Regions from separate parts of the Mus musculus genome. Here region 2 is linked to region 1. A link is a contact called in public HiChIP or PLAC-seq data. All regions are on one chromosome and are shown on one strand. Each heading gives the region's core, a stretch centred on a gene start, on an enhancer-like site or on the middle of the called end of the contact. The rest is flanking DNA. Distances are from core to core; before and after follow the strand shown. Region 1 holds the start of Lsm10 (U7 snRNP-specific Sm-like protein LSM10). Region 2 has its middle 24 kb from the start of Thrap3.

The links. HiChIP or PLAC-seq counts read pairs in DNA pulled down with a chosen protein or histone mark.
Region 2: a contact with region 1 is called in a CTCF HiChIP or PLAC-seq map of the NIH/3T3 cell line, with 11 read pairs. The contact joins the enhancer-like site here to the promoter of Lsm10 in region 1. A contact is called at or near these places in 1 of 39 promoter capture datasets (neural stem cells), 1 of 15 datasets of contacts at CTCF or cohesin (the NIH/3T3 cell line), 11 of 484 Hi-C or Micro-C datasets (the G1E-ER4 cell line, cardiomyocytes, cerebral cortex and 8 more), 4 of 115 datasets of contacts at active chromatin or transcription factors (the SCID.adh cell line, craniofacial prominence, embryonic hindbrain and 1 more) and 3 of 9 other capture datasets (adipose tissue, liver and pancreatic islet).

Annotation. Positions count from the first base shown.
Region 1 is chr4:126,094,803-126,099,476 of GRCm38.p6, reverse strand. It overlaps Lsm10 (U7 snRNP-specific Sm-like protein LSM10), which reads right to left and starts at 2,824. Exons shown (of 2, transcript NM_138721.2): 1 at 2,668-2,824; 2 at 893-1,648. The coding sequence starts at 1,624. The coding sequence ends at 1,256.
Region 2 is chr4:126,224,415-126,229,088 of GRCm38.p6, reverse strand. No RefSeq gene overlaps it. Among named protein-coding and RNA genes, the nearest start is that of Thrap3, 24 kb to the right of the region's middle. Within about 2 kb of position 1,913, at least 195 of the 459 cell types and tissues checked have an H3K27ac peak or open chromatin away from gene starts, as enhancers often do. A contact at or near this core is called in the G1E-ER4 cell line, the NIH/3T3 cell line, the SCID.adh cell line and 10 more, where this site is marked.

The DNA of each region.
Region 1 (4,674 bases), core at 1,575-4,074:
ACAAAATCAAATCCAACCCTGGGCTGGAGAGACAGCTCTGCATGAAGAGCATTGGTTGTACTTGCACAGGACCCAGACTCAATTCCAAGCCCCTACATGCTGGATCACTACTCTCTGTAATTCCAGTTCCAGAGGAACCAATGCATTCTTCTGACCTCTGAAGATACCATGTATACAGATGGTGCCTGCACACACATGTAGGCAGAACACTCATACGCACGGAAAAGAATTGAGCACAGTGAGGTGCAGCATCTTCGCTGGACTTCCTCAGACCATTTTATTTCCTCTGTTTTGGAGACAGAGTTCCTCTGTCCTGGAACTCACTCTGTAAACCTGCCTGGCCTCAATCCCATATAGATCCCACTTGCCTCTGCCTCCTGAGCGCAGAGATCAGAGATGTTCTCCACCACCGTTTGACTAAAGCACGTAACGCAGACTGGCCTCAAACTCATGATCCTCCTGCCTCCGCCTCCTTCAGTAAATCCTACTGTGTGCACCACTGCAACTGCTCTGTTTTGGTTTTTTGACGAAGGGTTTCACCCGTAGCAGAGGCTGATCCCTGTACCTGTGCCTCCTGGAAGCCAGGATTATCCATGTGAAGCACGAGGGCTGGCTGAGATTGATATCCTGTTAGCTGAACTCTCCAGCCTGAGGGAAGGGACGGGGGTCTCCAGACTCTTAGCTTTAGTACACAGTAGTAAGAAGAGAGTCTCAAGGACTCTCAACGGAAAGACCACTTTCCATTAGATTTCCTCATGATAATCTGGGAAACAGGGCCACATTCTAGACCAAGTAAATCCTGGTGTAACCCCCGCAACTTGAGACCTGCACTCTGCTCCTACACAGGAGCCAAAAGCCCAGTATATACCAGGCAGGGCATCAGGCACAGACGTGTGTGTATCCAAGTTTGGTTTTATGAGAAAAAGAAACAAATGCCAAAAAGAAACGGGACGTTAGAGGTGATTCACTCCAAACACTCGCAGTACTCCTCACAGCCAGAGTTGACGACTCCTTGATGGACGGGGTCCAATCAGTGAATGGAGATTTGAGATACAAATGATCCAAAAGAGGGATTGTCACCTACCCCAAGGCCACCAGCAGAAGGAATTCTGGGTCCCAGGGTGTGTCTGAAAACTGGAACCCTACGAAAGGCCGCTGTGACATGTCTGTTACTGGTGGGGAAGGATGGCCGGGAGTTGGCTCAGAACACCGGAGGTCCCTGAGGTGGTGCTGGAACTTTAACGAGGACACAGTCTCATGGCCTTTTGGAGGGGAACTCTCGACGACCTTGACCCTTGCCACCAAAGTTGCGCACACGGTGGATGATCTGCAGCTGCTGCTCAATAGTAGCAGTGATGTCCACACCATCTGGGATATGGACGTATCGGACGTTACGACCGGTCACAAAAAGGTCATCCAACTCAACCTGATGTCCCCAGCGGTCGGTATAGGTGACATTGGCCAGGCGGATATTCATGAAAGCATCCACGTTGTCAATGCGTCCTCGGGCCACACTCTCATCCCGAAGGTCCACAGTGGTTATTTGGCCTTGGAGGCCCTGCAACAGGATGATCAGGCTGTTCTCAGAAATAGTTCGCTCCTTCACCGAGTGGCTCAGTGCCATTGTTCCACATTGGCTGGCTGCTCACTGTGGGCAGGAGCACACAGATAGAGTCACTCACCTTTACCAAGCCCTGAAACTCCACACTAGTGGTCCAGATGCCTCCCTGCACTGGATACACCCGGGGAAACCTTTGCCTGGCTTTCACGTCCCACACATCCCAGAGATCTAGATTCATTTGCCTGGAGAGGACAGGCCCAGATTGTTTTGTTGTTGTTGTTTTTAAAGACAGGGTCTTCCTATATCTTCCTGAGTAGCCTGGAACTTAAAATGTAAACAAGTGTGGCCTGGAACTCACAGAGATCCACCTGTCTCTTCCTCACAAGTGCTGGGGATTCAGGATGTGTGTTACCACATCCTGCAAGGTATCCTATTTTTACATTATTTTGAGACAGGGTTTCTCTATGTAGCCCTGGCTGTCCTGAACTCTCTATGTAGACCAGGCTGGCCTTAAACTCATCGAGATCCTCCTGCCTCTGCCTCTCCAGTGTTGGGATTAAAGGTGTGTGCCACTATGCTCAGTTTATACTTTTTTTTTAAACAAAAAGCCCCCCAGAATTTTAATGTGCCAGTCAGTTTGAGAACGACTACTGCAAATTGTAGTTTATGTATGTCCTTCTGCCAGGCGCTTGTTACTATGTAATCTAGCCAAGCATGATGGCGCACACTTATAATACCATCACTTTAAAGTCTGAAGCAGTAGGAGCACCTCAAATGCCAAACCGGCCTAAACTACATCGTGAGCTCCAAGTCAACCTGGATAGTGGAATGTTTCAAGACAAAACAAGCCAAACCTAGCCAAGATGCATGCATTTAAACCCAGCACTCAGGAGGCCGAGGCAGGTGGATCTCCGAGTTACAGACCAGTCTGGCATACAGAACTACACTCTGTCTTAAAACAAAATCCAAAAGGATAGTCTTTGAGACCTTCAGGCAGGCCCAGACTCTGCTGCTTCCAGGACCGGAGGCCTGGGATTTGCCACTAGCGGTCAAGCTCATTAGTCCCACCCGGGAAAGCCGGGTGCCGAGTGCGCCCCTCTCCTCACCGCGCGTAAGGGGTTTGGGAAGAAAAGTCCGCAGCCAGTGCGCCAGGGGAAGAGGACGGGTCCCAGCGCGCCCTAGTCCCCACTCTCGACTGCCCTACCCACCGCGTGATGCCTTCCGCCTTCCGCGCGCTACGCCTCCAAAACCCGCCCGTGTCTAGGGGCACCACCCACCGAGGCTCAGAGAAGCCATGGCAACCGCGGAAGACCCAGAGCATCAGAGCATGCGCCTCGCAGGATGCGGACTACAAGTCCCAGGAGGCCGCGCGCCACACGCCCAATTCTCTTCTCTGTCTAGTTTCCCACCTTTGTAGGCTCCGGCTTGGAGCTGTGTCTCCCTAATGTCCTGCTGAGCTCATGGCGTTAAGTGGGAGAGAGCTTCTGTTAAATAAATAAATAAATAAATAAAGAAAGAAAGAAAGAAAGAAAGAAAGAAAGAAAGAAAGAAAGAAAGAAAGAAAGAAAGAAAGAAAGAAAGAAAGAAAAACACAACGTCCTTCATCTGATTAAAATTACGGAAATGTGGCCCAAACGTGGTGGCAAACTCCTTAATTCCTTCATCTGATTAAAATTACGGAAATGAGGGGCTGGTTAGATGGCTCAGTGGGTAAGAGCACCCGACTGCTCTTCGGAAGGTCCAGAGTTCAAATCCCAGCAACCACATGGTGGCTCACAACCATCTGTAACGAGATCTGACGCCCTCTTCTGGTGTGTCTGAAGACAGCTACAGTGTACTTACATGTAATAAATAAATAAATCTTTAAAAAAAAAAAAAAATTACGGAAATGTGGCCCAAACGTGGTGGCAAACTCCTTAATTCCAGCAACTCCAGAGACAGAGGCAGGTGGATCTCAGTTGGAGGACAGCCTGGTCTATGGAGAGAGTTCAAGGACAGCAAGGCCTACATAGCTACCTTGTCTCAAAGAGGAAAACACAGGGCTATGGAGAGAAGATTTAACTGCTAAACTTTAGCAATTAAGTCCGCATACTATTGCAGAAGACCTACATTTGGTTCCCAGCTCACAACTGCTTGTAACTAATTAACAATTAAAAATAAAATTGAGCAGGGCATGGTGGCCCACGCCTTTAATCCCAGCACTCGGGAGGCAGAGGCAGGCGGATTTCTGAGTTTGAGGCCAGCCTGTTCTACACAGTGAGTTCCAGGACAGCCAGGGCTACACAGAGAAACTCTGCCTCAAAAAAACAAAAATAAATAAATAAATAAATAAATAAATAAAATCGAGCCGGGCAGTGGTGGCACATGCCTTTAACCCCAGCACGTGGGAGGCAGTGACAGGCAGATTTCTGAGTTCAAGGCCAGCCTGGTCTACAGAGTGAGTTCCAGGACAGTCAGGACTACACAGAGAAACCCTGTCTCGAAAAACCAAAACCAAAAGAAACAAACAAACAAACAAAAAAAATCAAGCAGTGCATGGTGGCCCACGCCTTTAATCCCAGCACTTGGGAGGCAGAGGCAGGTGGATTTCTGAGTTCGAGGCCAGCCTGGTCTACAAAGTGAGTTCCAGGACAGCCAGGGCTATACAGAGAAACCCTGTCTCAGAAATCCACCTGCCTCTGCCTCCCGAGTGCTGGGATTAAAGGCGTGCCATGCCCGGCGTAACACTTTTTAAAATGCTTATGTTTGATTTTTGTTTTGTAGTTGGGTCTCCTGTAGCCCATTCTGTTTTGAATTCACTATGCCCTGAAGGACCTTGAGCCTGATCCTCTGCCTTCTGCCTTCCAAATACTGAGACGCTGTGCATAGGTCATACTTCTATCTGGTCAGATTGTTACTAAAGCCTGCTTTGCTCACTGTTCGTTAAGCCAACCACCAAAATAATGAGTTTTTTGTTTGTTTGTTTGGTTGGTTGGTTTTTGGTTTTTCAAGACAAGGTTTCTCTGTGTAGCCTTGGCTGTCCTGGAACTCACTCTGTAGACCAGGCTGGCCTCAAACTCAGAAATCCACCTGCCTCTGCCTCCCAAGTGATGGGATTAAAGGCATGTACCACT
Region 2 (4,674 bases), core at 664-3,163, 130 kb before region 1:
CGGCCAACTACAGCTACACAGTAAAACCATGTCTGGGGAAAAAAATTAAAAAAAACTCAAAGCAACTGGGCAGTGGTGGCACACATCTTTAGTCGGGATGGAGAGACAGGTTGATCTCTATGCATCCAAGGCCAGCCTGGTCTACAAATTGGGTTCCAGGACAGCCAAGGCACAGAGAAACCCTGTCTGGAAAAACCAAACCAAATAAACCAGATACACTGAGCTGGGGAGATGGTGCTGTTGGCAAAGTACCCATCTTGCAAACATTTAAGTTTGGACCCCACCATTTTGTCTACCCAGCCACCTCACCTGCCCCGGAGATTGTTTTTAAGTGGGCAAAACTTGATGTAGTCCTTAATAGAGGTCCATTAATAACTAAGCAGTATTTCAAACAAATACATAATTACAGCCTTGATAGCCCTGAAGCAGCTAAGTGTGTGGCATTAGAAAAACGAGTAAGAGATCTGACCCCAGTCATGGAGATGAAGCAGGGCATCCCTGAGAAAGGAGCTGGAGCTGAGATCCCCAAGAGTTCCTAGTGCAAAGGTTTGGGGTTTCAGGTAGAGGCAACTCTACAAAGGCCTGTAGTGAATGGGGCCGGGGTAGATGAACCATAGAAAATGAGGGGGGTTGGGTCTCACAGAGATAGGAAGGGCCAGCTCATTCAGGAACCCTGCCACCGAGGAATCTAATGTTTATTGCAAGCACACTGGAAGCACCGTGGGGTGGTTCATACCCGTGATCCCACAATCCCAGCACTAGTCATTCAGGCAGAAGAATTGCGAACTTGAGACCAGCTCTGACTATTCAGTGAGACTCTGTTTAAAGAACCAAAAAAGTAATAAACAAAACCCCAGGAGGTGGGGACAGCAAGATGACTCATCAGTGAACCCAGGAACCCCTCTAAAAGTACAGGGAAAGAATAGACTCTACAAAGTTGCAACTGACTTCCCCATGTGTGTCTCCCCACCCCCAACGCACACACAAATAACAATAACTTATTTAATAAAAGGAGCGGTAAGGGAGCTACTGGGACAGGTTCATCAGGTAGGGGATGTAACCAGGTTATCACGACTGTCACCTGGAAAAGGTATTGAAGGAAGAGTGGCAGTGGAACTTGCTGTAGAAATGGGTCCTAGTGACGAGATGCTGGGGACTTGGCTCACTGCGTGGTGGAAACCAAGAGATGGACAGAGTACACAGAAAAGCTCATTGGTCATGGGAAATGGAAAAAGGATCAACGACAACGACAATTCCAAACCTTCTAGGTCCAATCCAATCCCACAGACACTGGTATTCGTGTACAAGGAACGGTGGAAAGGACTTAAGGAGACCCACAGAAGTGTCACACAGAGAACTGTACAGAACTTGAGCTCAGGAGATGGGTTTAACCCATAGCCAGGGAGAGTGGGCAGCGCAGCGGTACATCTTAGAGGCATCTGCGGCAGAAGCCCGAGGGTGGCTCCCCTGGCACAGTGGGCCTTTTCCGGGAAGTCCTGGGGCAAAGGCTGCTTCCAATGAACTGGCTGGACCTGAAAGGAGGCTGGCTCAAGGTCTGATTTCCTGGTTTCCTTGCCAGAAAACTTAGGAATGTCCGGTCTATTCAAGACTCCGAGCGTCTCTGAGGAGATGGGAGGTGGAGGCAGGGGCCCACCCCATCCAGAGAAACCTCCTTTTCCCTAATGCTGCCCTTTTCCCAACAGGGTCAGAAAAGGCAGAGCCAGGAGGCCACAAAACGTTCTTGGCTCCTCCTCCAGCCGCCAACGTTCCTGAACCCTGGCTCTCTTACAACACCTCCCTCAACCCCTACACACTCTTTCTGTACCAAGATACCCTAGGCTCGCTAGTCCCCTGAGACGCTCTCAAAAGAGCATTCGCGGTGACTAACCCCTTGCCGGATACCCCGACCTCTCCATTAACGGGCATCTGTCTCCCCCTGGTGGTCAAATGAGCATGTACAGATGGAAGAATTGACACTGGCTCCCAGCTTTTTGCCAGGATATTTTAGACTGGTACCCTGATTTTGTTGGCTTCTATTTCCTCACCTGCAGATTGGGGCTTTGTGATGGAATGAAGCCATCGTATCGTTGATCTAACATATAGAAATGTTGACAGTCAGTCTGAGTGTGATGGTACACGCCTTCAACCTCGTAATTTGGGAAGTAAAGGGTGCAAGATGAGCCTCTGCTGCTCGAGTGAGTTCAAGGCCCTCCTGGACCGCGTGTGTCCTTGTTAGTCATGAAGCCTGTCCTCGGCTTTGGAGATCATGACATCCTCAACCCCTCTGTATTCCCCACCGTTCCCGAAATCACTCTGCTTTGGGGCAGACATACTATGATGTCCCAATTGACTAGGGCATTGAGCGTGAACCTGTTATTGTAGCACCAGTGGCAGACCTGGGCAAGAAGTATTCTAGGATGGAAAAGAAAAATAGTTATGCAGATTCGAGAGAGGAGATTGTCACGGGAGGCCTCCTATTGGAGCCCAAGAAGGCGATCCTACCACCTTTACTTCCCAAATTACAAGGTTCTAGGCCTGTACCTTGGGTGATGGCTTGACTGTTTCCTGGGGGCAGCTCCAGCCAGCCAGTTCTGGTCCACAGTTTTCAGGACAGATCCAAAAGAGCTAGGAGGTACCTCCCAAGGATAAGATCCCCGGCAAAGTCAGCCCTGGGTGTGGGTGCTAAAAGTATATGATTTGTGAATACTTGAGAACACACACAAGGGGCTGGAGAGGTGACTCAGTGGTTAAAACCATGGGCTGCTCTTTCAGAGTACCTGGGTTCAATTCCCAGCACCCACATGACAGCTTACAACTGTCTGTAACTCCACTTTCAGGGCTTCTGACACCCTTACACAGACATATATGCAGGCAAAACACCAATGAACATAAAAATAAATTATATATATATATATTTTTAAGACTTATTTATTATATGTAAATACACTGTAGCTGTCTTCAGACACACCAGAAGAGGGCATCAGATCCCATTACAGATGGTTATGAGCCACTATGTGGTTGCTGGGAATTGAACTCAGGACCTCTGGAAAAGCAGTCAGTGCTCTTAACTGCTGAGCCATCTCTCCAGCCCAATAAATTATATTTTTAAAAAACCACCTTGGACTGGAGAGATGGCTCAGTGGTTAAGAGCACTGACTGCTCTTCCAGAGGTCCTGAGGTCAAGTCCCAGCAACCACATAGTGGCTCATAACCATCTGTAATGGGATCTGATGCCCTCTTCTGGTGCATCTGAAGACAGCTACAGTGTATTTACATATAATAAATAAATAACTCTTAAAAAAAAAAAACTAAAAAAAAAAAAACAAACCACCTCATTATTGCTAGTAAGTCTGGCTCTACAGGACACCTCTGGCGTCCTCAGGAGTATACACATAAACACACACAAATATTTTATAGAAAAGAACATATATAAAAATAAATGTTGCTTTTCTTTTTTGATGATTTCCTTGAAGTAACATGTTAAGCAGTGTCAGGGTTGTTGTTATTGTTTTTTGGTTTTCTTGGGGGGGTGTTGGTGGTGTTTTTGTTTTGTTTTGTTTTGTTGTTGTTGTTTTTCAAAACAGGGTTTCTCTGTGTAGCCCTGGCTGTCCTGGAACTCACTCTGTAGACCAGGCTGGCCTCGAACTCAGAAATTCACCTGCCTCTGCCTCCCAAGTGCTGCACTTTAAGTGATTAAAGGCATTCGCCACCACTGCCCAGCATTGTTTGGTTTTTGTTTGTTTTGTTTCGTTCATTTTTTTTTTTTTAATTTATTTATTTATTATATGTAAGTACACTGTAGCTGTCCTCAGACACTCCAGAAGAGGGAGTCAGACCTCGTTAGGGATGGTTGTGAGCCACCATGTGGTTGCTGGGATTTGAACTCCTGACCTTTGGAAGAGCAGTCGGGTGCTCTTACCCACTGAGCCATCTCACCAGCCCCTGTTTCGTTCATTTTTTAAGACAGGGTTTCTCTGGGTAGCCCTGGCTGTCCTGGAACTGGAGACACCAGACTGGTCTTGAACATAGAGATCCACCTGCCTCTACCCGCTGAGTACTGGGATAGAAGGCATGCGATGCCACCACCACACCAGAAGAGGACGTCAGATCTCATTATGGATGTTTGTGAGCCACCATGTGGTTGCTGGGATTTGAACTCAGGACCTCTGTAAGTGCAGGCAGTTTTCTTAACCACTGAGCCATCTCTCCAGCCCACAAGGGCAGTTTTAAAATATCTTTCTAAGTGCTAAGGGCATAGCTCAGTTGGTAGAGTGTTTGCCTAGTACACATGAAATCTTGGATTTGGTACCCATCACCAAATAAAATGATTGTGGTACACACACACACACACACACACACACACACACACACACACGTAATCCCAACATTCAGGAGGTAGAAGCAAGAGGATCAGGCAGCCAGTCTAGGCTGTATGGAACTGTCTCTAAGTAAGTAAGTAAATAAATAAATAAGATAAATAAGATAAAACTTTTATCTAAAAAGAATATTTTATTGTTCTGAGTTCTAAATGGCTCTAGAAATGTGTGTGTGTGTGTGTGTGTGTGTGTGTGTTTCTGTTATGCATGTGTATTCTCAATTGTGCCTGCAGGGCTGAGGGTCAGAAGTCTAGGCTGGGAACTAGGACTCTTTAATGTGGAGCCTGCCTTAGGCTAT